Linked DNA regions of Hordeum vulgare: region 1 is linked to region 2. The links are chromatin contacts, called in public Hi-C maps. All regions are on one chromosome and are shown on one strand. The core of a region is the stretch at or near the end of the contact, and the rest is flanking DNA. Distances in the headings are between cores, read along the strand shown. Region 1 has its middle 520 kb from the start of LOC123427236. Region 2 holds the start of LOC123430076 (glutaredoxin-C9-like).

Evidence for each region. A called contact is a pair of places that touch in the nucleus more often than the background predicts.
Region 1: a contact with region 2 is called in a Hi-C map of leaf, with 2.7 times the contacts expected there. The contact joins the enhancer-like site here to the promoter of LOC123430076 in region 2. A contact is called at or near these places in 2 of 6 Hi-C or Micro-C datasets (leaf and seedling).

What each region holds. Positions count from the first base shown.
Region 1 is chr2H:354,820,467-354,825,095 of MorexV3_pseudomolecules_assembly, reverse strand. No RefSeq gene overlaps it. Among protein-coding and RNA genes, the nearest start is that of LOC123427236, 520 kb to the left of the region's middle. Within about 2 kb of position 3,280, at least 3 of the 3 cell types and tissues checked have open chromatin away from gene starts, as enhancers often do. A contact at or near this core is called in leaf and seedling, where this site is marked.
Region 2 is chr2H:353,853,200-353,858,280 of MorexV3_pseudomolecules_assembly, reverse strand. It overlaps LOC123430076 (glutaredoxin-C9-like), which reads left to right and starts at 2,816. Exons shown (of 1, transcript XM_045113989.1): 1 at 2,816-3,797. The coding sequence starts at 2,949. The coding sequence ends at 3,380.

The DNA.
Region 1 (4,629 bases), core at 2,031-4,530, 970 kb before region 2:
GCAGTCAGAGACAGGGAATATGGGAGGACTATACGTCCGGGGCTCCAGACAATTTGATGAGCGGGTTGTTAGACATCGGGAAGACAAAGGAACGCGGTCGGCCGTATACTCGTGTAGTGTATCCGCACATGTGAATGGAGCTCCGCGCGGCCGGACATGCACATAGTTATATTTATTTTAGTTAAAATATGCCCAAAATGTAATGAGTCTAGTTCGATTTATATAAAATCTGTTGTGTTTGCATGAAATTTATCCGGTTTGTTTCGAAGTGTTTGGAATATATGCAGGTAGGCGGGCTTTCGCATCAGTGTTCAAGAACTGTTTCTCCTATCTGCGGACTGATACCGAAAAAAATTTACGGATCCCCGTCGAAGATGGCCTAAGTTAAAGATATACCACCCTGCAAAAAAAAGTTGAAGATATACCAGAAGGCATCAACTGCATACAAGTTTTAGACTCGTACTGATCAAGTCATTAAGATATGAATGAAACAAACAGCATGGCTTGGAATTCAACAGTGGTCCCATGCAATGTTTCTAGAGAGGAAGAAACAGATCGCAACAAACAAAGAGTGACCTGTTCCTTGGTGTGCTTCGCCCGTTGTCTCCTCTTAGATGGAAGCACGTGATGAACACAAGAACAAGAACAAGAACAAACATTATATGTCTCTGTCAGTTGATTGAATAAAGTAAGCAATTAAGCATGTACTCTCTCCGTTCTTAAATATAAGACCTTTTAGAGATTGCATTATGCACTACATACGGATGTACATAGACTTATTTTAAAATATAGATTCACTCATTTTGCTCCGTATGCAGTCTTCTAGTAAAATCTCTAAAAAGTCTTATATTTTGAAACGGAAGGGGTATATATATATGCATGCATGCATGAAGCCAAGAATGCACGTAGCCTTCACCCAATCACCCGTATCTTCTTGTGTGGTCGATGGGCATGGGCAACCGATCGATGCAACGAACCCAACACAACGAACCTAAGCTAGCTGGCACTAGTTGATTTCGCAGCAATAATTGTACTAAGAAATTATTAGCTAGGAGGATTCGTTGTAAGCGAAGGACTAGTGGATGTAGGGTTGGAGCAGAAGCAGAGCATTCTACAGCCACAGATCATGCAGACAGGGTAAGGGGTATGGAGGAGGGCAGGCTCTCAGTCTTCACATCACATGCTGGGTTGTTCTAGATACATTCAATGATTCATTAATTTGTAGTAGTATGAATCAGCGGAGAAAAAAGAAGATTGTCAATTGCTTGCGACTATTTGCTTATACTGCTTGTTCGAAACATATATAAGAAGATGTATACAACTGGATTTATGTATTTTCTTCGTTCTAAAATAAGTGACTCGAAGTTGACTTAACTTTGTATTAAAGTTAGTGTAGAGTTGAGTCATTTTTAAATCACTTATTTTAGGACGAAGAAAGTATCAGCGTTGGATAACCACAAACTCGTGCGTGCATGTTGGGTGGATTATTTGTGCAAATGCAACTCTCCAACGTCTAGCGTGTGGCCAAATGATGACACAAGCCAATTTGTTCCCACCATCTAGAAGAAGAAGAAGAAAAAACAGCGCCAAAGATGGGATCAAAACTGATGTAAGAGTTTATTCCCTTGAACTTGTAGTTTTCTTAAAGCAAGAAGCCTCATTGTGTGAACAATTGAAAAGACTATCATGCAAAGATGTAACTATAATGTGCGTCTTGCTCCTCAAACTGGGGGTTGACAGCCGCTCATCCACCGAGATTTTGTTCGACTTGCGAGAAAGACCAGTCACTCGCACCAACGTTTCCCTAGGTAGGTGTCCGGCTTTTGGTTGGTGTAAAAGCCAAGGCATGAAGTTGTTGATCGTGGAATGGAATCCACATCTTCAATCACCAACAAACACTCCGACATAAGTGGTCATACATATGTCTATCTTTTATCCATGATCTCCTGCGTATGCCATGATGTGAATAAAGCACCTACTACACGAAAGTTTTCTTTGTCTTATTAGTGTAGCTATAATTTTTATAAGTACGTTATGCTTTTATAAAACTTTTGTATATTAACTATTTCGGTGAGCGCGTACTTGGCATATGGCCGTACTCCCACTTCACGTGTCACCTAGTAGCATATCCTGCAGTTTATACCTTGCTTTGGTTAGTTACTATGTGAAGTTGGCAGAAAAATGAATATCACACCAGTGCCAGAGCTATGCTACTAGTAGTACACCAACGGAGACTGATTAACTGGATTCATCGCCAGAAAAAAGAAAGGACTGATTAGTTGGATTCATCGTAGAAAAAGACTGATTAATCTGGTTATAACGACATGAAATACACCAACAAACTAAGTAATTAACCGCCGTGGTTTGAAAGCCACGTGTCAGCAAGCAAGGCATCATCAAGTCAGGCCACCGTCCAGGTGAGGTGTTTACAGTACATGATAAAGAAAAACTAGTCCTAGTGTAGTTTTCAGAGAATCAAGGACCGGTGAATCATCATGAGTTAAAATGCTAGTAATGGTCAATGAGGCAGGCTGCCTTATCCTAGTACTCCTAGATTGGAGTACTTTTCCTCCCGTAAGCAAAACGGTTTGTTTAACAGCTGCGATTAGTTTAGATAGCAGTTGAGCAATCATGCATATAAACTAGGGTATATAGTGAGAAGGATTCCAACTTCATTTTAAAGTGCATTATTACAGTCAGTACCGACCTTCCCCGGTGCAACCTGCAAGCAGGCTTTGACACTTGGAGGCGTGGCGGCCATAAAATAACATGGAATAATTGAATGGTTTTACTATTATAATACTCCAGTGTACTGTATAACATATGCAGCTGCGGTTGTGGAAATGGCGTGCATCTACTCTTGATGCTCAAGCGCAGCGCAAAGACGATTGGGCCGGCCGACAACAGGGGATGTCGATCTGATCTTTGCACATATACGTGACAATCTGTCCAAGACGTGGGCTACCTATCCACCTACACTACACGTCTACACCTGATGCGATCATCCTCTTCATCTTCTTCCCCACGATGGCGCAATACAACGACGGGGATATCTGACTTGTCCGACCCTTGCAGCCATCTAAAGCCATTGTAGTTGTAGCAGCAGCAACAATATCCACAAGGTCTTTTGACAGCAAAACCTCATCCACAGTTGATTCAGCTAGTCAAATTAGTCGACGGAGACACCTAGCGAGTACGTTACGTGGACTGATGTGCCACGTAGACACGCTTAGCCTTCAATCATATTGGAGCGTGCATGCATGTACTCTCGCTGCATCAATTAGGACGCTGCCGCACAGAAGGCGTCTTGATCGGCCAGCCATGCACACTGTAGCGCCATGAGTGGTGGAGGGATCCAACACGTAGCGGGCGGTTCAACGTACGGTGTATACTATCACTACGGCGATCTTTTTTAAAGAAACAATATAACTTCTTTAAATGCGGAAATGTTTTAGAAACATGTTTGGAAACGTCAAATTTTTTAGATTTTTTGTCCATTCTCTGAATTTCTTTAATAAAATTTGAACACGGGAATTTTTTCACAAAAGATGTAAACGTGAACATGTTTCCACAAAATGCAGTAATGTTTTTGATATTTCTGGGTTCTTTTAAAAAAGGGAATAATTTTGGGGAAAAAAGCAAGAATGAAACAAAACAGAAGAAAAACGGGATTAGAATGTACTGAAAGGTTCCTAAAACCTGTAAAAAACAAAAAGAACATTCTGGAAGGATCACAAAAAAGTTTGTATTCTTGTTTAAACTGGTACGCCCAACCTGAACACTAGAATTTCGTTTCTATGCGAAACGTCATCAAGTTGTCCCTTAGAGCATCTCTAACATGCGCCCAACCACTTCCCACGTAAAAATTATTTTACAACGTTGAAATAAAAAAATTAACGCGTTGGAGTGTGCTGTCTCCAGCAGTGACGGCAAAATATTGCGCGCGCGAGGAGCCGGCGCTTGAAACTTGTTCATTTTGAGAAGACAATATAAATATTTCAAACATAAAAAAAGACACAGCATAGTTTAATTCCACGACACATGAACAATCATGCCTCATCTTCGTCTTCCTCTTCCTCTGTTTCTTCATCCTCATCCGAAGACAGTTCTTCCTCCACTTCTTCCTCCTCCTTCTCTTCATTGACGCGCGCCACATCATCATGTGGAGCTCGGTAGGTGTTGTCAAGATCTTCAACGGAATCATACGAAGGTATGTGAGGATGCACATCGGAAGACATGTGTCCTTCCGGAGGTGCTCCAATGCCTTCCATGAGAGACGCAAAACTCATGTCTCCCATGCCCCCATGGTAGCTCCGAAGCCACCCATGCCTCTCATGCCGACTGTGACATCCTCAGCCTTTGCTACAGTTATCTCTATAATTCAGCTATAGTAATCTTATGCTAATGATGCAACGTCACCGTGATTACTGTTTTTTAAACTCTTGTTGGTTCAAACACCGTTCAAATTCAAATTTAAAATAAAGTCAAACTGATAAAGTTTTTGAATGTCAAAACAAAAATGTTCAAAGTGTGGCAATTATTCTGTGGATATTGTTATGTTGAAAACCACATTTTTATAAAGTGTTTTAGATGCACTATAATAATTAAAATAGCACCAAAACGATTAAA
Region 2 (5,081 bases), core at 1,567-4,066:
TCACATTGAGCTCATTATGATGATGTTCTACCGAGTGGGCCCAGAGATACCTCTCCGTCACACGGAGTGACAAATCCCGGCCTCGATTCGTACCAACTCAACAAACACTTTCGGAGATACCCGTAGTGCATCTTTATAGTCACCCAGTTACTTGTGACGTTTGATACACCCAAAGCACTTCTACGGTATCCGGGAGTTGCACAATCTCACGGTTCAAGGAAATGATACTTGACATTAGAAAAACTTTAGCAGACGAACAACACGATCTGGTGCTATGCTTAGGATTGGGTCTTGTCCATCACATCATTCTCCTAATGAGGTGATCTCCTTATCAACGACATCCAATGTCCATGATCAGGAAACCATGATCATTTGTTGATCAACGAGTTGGCCAACTAGAGGCTTATTAGGGACACATTGTGATATATATATTTACACATGTATTACTGTTTCCGGTTAATAGAATTATAACATGAACAACAGACAATTATCATGGACAAGAAAATATAATAATAACTACTTTATTATTGCCTCTAGGGCATATTTCCAACAGCACCCACTTCACTTCACAAGAACAATCACAAGGACACATGCAATCATATACACCACCAAGGTGATACCACCACACCAAGATCAAACAAGGAAGACAAAAGAATTAAAGGCTATGCATGATGCATGATGCACATGAAATGACAACATCACCAAGTCTCTCATCCATTCACATTGCATCACAAGGTTGCCAAACATGAAAAGGAGAACAAAGGGGGATGGAAGGGCATTGGGGCTCTCACAAAAACACTGGCTTATTCGCTATATATATATATATATATATATATATATATATATATATATATATATATATATATATATATATATATATATATATATATATATATATATATATATATATATATATCAAAGCACACGTGCTTAAGGATTTGTATGTAGCAAATCCCAAATCCTCTCCGACGCAATCGATCCTCTCCGCGAGCAAATCCTTCAATCTACGGTCACACTTTCCCACGCGCACAACCAAAAAGGACCGATCCTATTTCGCGTGCTAGACATGGGCGGGGTTGCCAAGGGGTTCGCAATGGCTCGCCGCCACACAAGTGGGCCTACCATGACGACGAGTCCGGGAGCTCCGTCATCCGCCCGCCGATGAAGGAATGGTGTTGCGTGCAAGCGCAGGGGCGCGGCTCCGTCTCCCGCAGCGGCGATCAGTTGGTGTGGCGGTAATTCGACTGTCCCGACAAGATGCTCTAGCCGGTGATCAAGCGCCTTCGGGAGGGAGAGCACGAATTTTTCAAGGTGAAGGAGGCGGTCGCCGCCGGAGAAGAAGGGGTCAACGCGCGGTTAGAGACGGCCAAGGAAGAGTACGACTTTGCGTTCGTCCTCCCCAACTCCATGATGGAGTATCATCTCCATGTCAAGAAGGATGACTAGTTAGATTTTACTCCCTTCGTTTCATAATGTAAAATGTTTTTTCATACTACACTAATAAAAAAAAGTGTCTTGCGTTGTGTAAGGGAGGTAGTAGGTTTTAGATTTAGTATGTTTCGAGTTAGGTATGAAGTATATTTAAATTTGGGCGAAGTAGGATGACATAAACGCATATTTAAATTATGTAATACGCTTTACAAGATCTGCTGTGTCATGCAGCCGGCGTTACGGCAAAATTAATTTACAGTATCCCGTAAACGAATTTTAAGGTACCGCGGTTTTACCTGCTAAAGATGCTCTATTCGTTTTTTCTTAGGGAGTGCGGATTATTTGTGTTGGCTGTGTGGTGTGAGCCGTTGGTGACGAAGACGCAGCAATGATAGACGGTTATGCATGCCGGCCGGGCCTGCTGGGGGAATCGATCACGTGAAGGCAACGCGAGACGTGAATTTGTGACGACGGACGTGACGGCGTTTGGTGGTGCTGGGGCCCAGGAGTCAAACGGCGGCTGAGGGGGACGTCGTGCTGTCGGCTTGTCGGCTGCCGTGACGATCGACGCGGTCTTGTCGCCCTGTCATGTTCCGTTCCCTCCGTCTACTCGGCGTTCAATTCTATGCCTACAGGCTACAGGTACATGTAACTCTGGACATGATCAGTTCTTTTCCGGCCAACTGCACCCTCATGTCAAACACCCATAAGATAGATCACGGGGCAACCTGCCACCCTAAAATAGATCATGGGTAGCTTCTCCGGCGAGTGGCCGCTGCTTCTTCCTTCCCTCCGGCGGTCTGTTTCCTTGCTACGAAAATTGATTGACCCAAATTCTATTTGCAAGTGACTTAGATTTAGCTATTGTGTTTTTTCCCCGGGAAAAAGAAGAAGAAGACCAAGCTATTGTGTTTGTATATACGTACTTCAAATAATCAAATAATAAAGAGCAATTGATTTCGCTGATGTGGCACAAGATGAGTAAGCGGCCGTGCATGCTACATGCATGGATCGCCTAGCCATGCATCCATCTTTCGGCCATCCCTTTGCTTTTTTTCCTTCTCCTCGTCTAGGATGAAAAGCTACCGCCTACATACAGTGACCTCGCTTCGCTTTACTCTCTCATCTCTTGTAACCGATGTGGAATGGGGTGGAGTACTCGTGGTCAGAGTGTGCCGGGTTCGTTGCGGAGCTCGCGACCGTCTCTGCAAAAAGCGATCCATGTCTCTTTGACCCCCCACACCCTCAACCCAACCCTTCCCTTCCCTTCCCTTCTCCAACGCAGCAACGATCAGGACACACTTCGCGATTCGAGATACACACCCCCCCTTCCCATCGATCGACCCTGTCCGCTTCACCTCTCCTCCTATCCTATATAAACGCACCTCCACCTCTCCCTGTTTTCTTCACCCTCGTTCCCTTGCACTGCGCCAACAAAGAATTAACAACTATATACACACTCTCACTAGCGTAGCTAAGAGCTAAGGGAGGGAGAAGGAGAGGTCGGAGGCGTCAAAATGTTGAGGATGCAGCAGCAGCAGCAGGTTGATGGCGTGGTGGGCGGCGGCATCGTGGCGGAGGCAGAGGGCCACCAGGAGGCGGCGGTGTACGAGCGGGTGGCTCGCATGGCCAGCGGCAACGCGGTGGTCGTCTTCAGCGCCAGCGGCTGCTGCATGTGCCACGTCGTCAAGCGCCTCCTGCTTGGCCTCGGGGTTGGCCCCACCGTCTACGAGTTGGACCAGATGGGCGCCGCCGGACGGGAGATCCAGACGGCGCTGGCGCAGCTGCTGCCTTCGGGACCCGGCGCCGCCGGCCACCACCAGCAGCCGCCGGTGCCCGTGGTGTTCGTCGGCGGGAGGCTCCTGGGCGGCGTGGAGAAGGTGATGGCGTGCCACATCAACGGCACGCTCGTCCCGCTCCTCAAGGACGCCGGCGCGCTCTGGCTCTGACCGGCCACCTGCATTGCTGTCTCGCCGGCCGGAACTCATGGTGGCGATCAACGACGGCGTTTAATTTGCGTGTTGGTCGTTTTTCTTCTTTTTCTTTTCTTTTCTTTTCTTGTGCCAAGCCTGTGGCTGTGGGAAGGATGGACGCGTGCGATCGATGCATGGTGTGTTGAGCTTGACTAGCTAGTGAGATGTAGATATAATTAACAAGGAAAGCTTAATTAGCCGTGTCATTTGCGTGTGTTTATGTTCCTTAGGTGATTGTTATCTACGTAGGAGTAGTTGGTTACAGAGTGGAGAGGGATACTAGCAAGCTATCTATCAGACCAACAATGTAATGTAATGTAATGCAATGCAATGCAATGACGCCTAGCAAGCTAGCATGCACATCAGCACATGGTGTTATTATCCTGAGATAAATCAAGCGCCCTTTTATCTGTCCACCGTAAAACGTTACTACAATATCATATTGTAGTATTATGGTTTATTAAGCATGCTACTCCATCATATATACTCATGCTATCATTTCGGTCCATGTTACGCTTTGATGCGTACATGCATCTCATGCATGGTGTAGTAGTTACATTTTGATAATTGTTGGTGGAATATTGAATTTTTGAATTGATGGAAAGTGGGAAGACGCCGCAAGATGCGTCCATACAAGGTGATGCACGCGACTGTCCGTAGTACCGGTACGTACGCACGCAGTCGCAGATGGCAGACACATGCAGCAGAGCAAAGCCCCATGAAACGTTACTTTGCTTTTTTGTTTTTTTTTGCTGTTGCTGTTGGAGGGTTTGGTTCAAAGGCGTGAGGTAGCATGCATGAAGTGGTTGCCGTGAGATGCTTTAACCTCACTGTACCGGCTAGTTTTTTGCAGGCTTTCGTTGGTCATGGCCGGTAAGAATCGCTGAGGTTAGCCAAGACTAGATGCCGCTGGCAAGCAAGCAAGCACGGGTCGTGTGACGAGCCACAATGAACTCACCTGCATTACCAATACAAGACAAGCCATATTTCAGGCACGGTTAATTGCTAAACTTGATGTGCACTTTACTTGTGAATATGTACAGTCGTCGTGAATATGCCTTTGAACCAAGTATGTAAATTTTAAGAGAAAAGTAACGACATGGAGAAGAACAACTATACAAAATTAGTACTGTGGTCGTGATATGATACATACAAGTATATATGTAAATGTGTGCCGGTCAAAGCAAAGTGATAAGGTTTCCGGCGAGAAAAGAAACGGAAAAAGAAAGGGGGATGTAGTATTGTAACGCTAGGTTTGAAATGTCGGAGGTCATGGTGGAGTGGTGGACGGCAGAGGCAAGGCAAAAGAAAAAGTTGCCTGGGTGCAGTGGATGTACGTAAGTACGTGGGCATGGCGTGATGAGAACGAGTTTCCGTGAATAGGGCCGGCACGTCGCTGGGTTGTCGAAAGAGACGGAGAAGGAGCACCCCGTATAGACACTTAGACAGTATAGCAGTCCCGTCGGTCGTCACCCATGCATACGCATAACTGGCGATCCATATGCAAAGCAAAGTCCATCGCCCTTTGCCCGGTACCAGCATGCAGCATGCAGCATGCAGCATGCCGATGCCCTTTCGTCACTCGCTGCTGCTACACCACTACGCTCACTAGCTACGACAGCCTCAGCTATATGCCATGGATCGACATTCAAAAAAAAAATTACGACATTCAAAAAA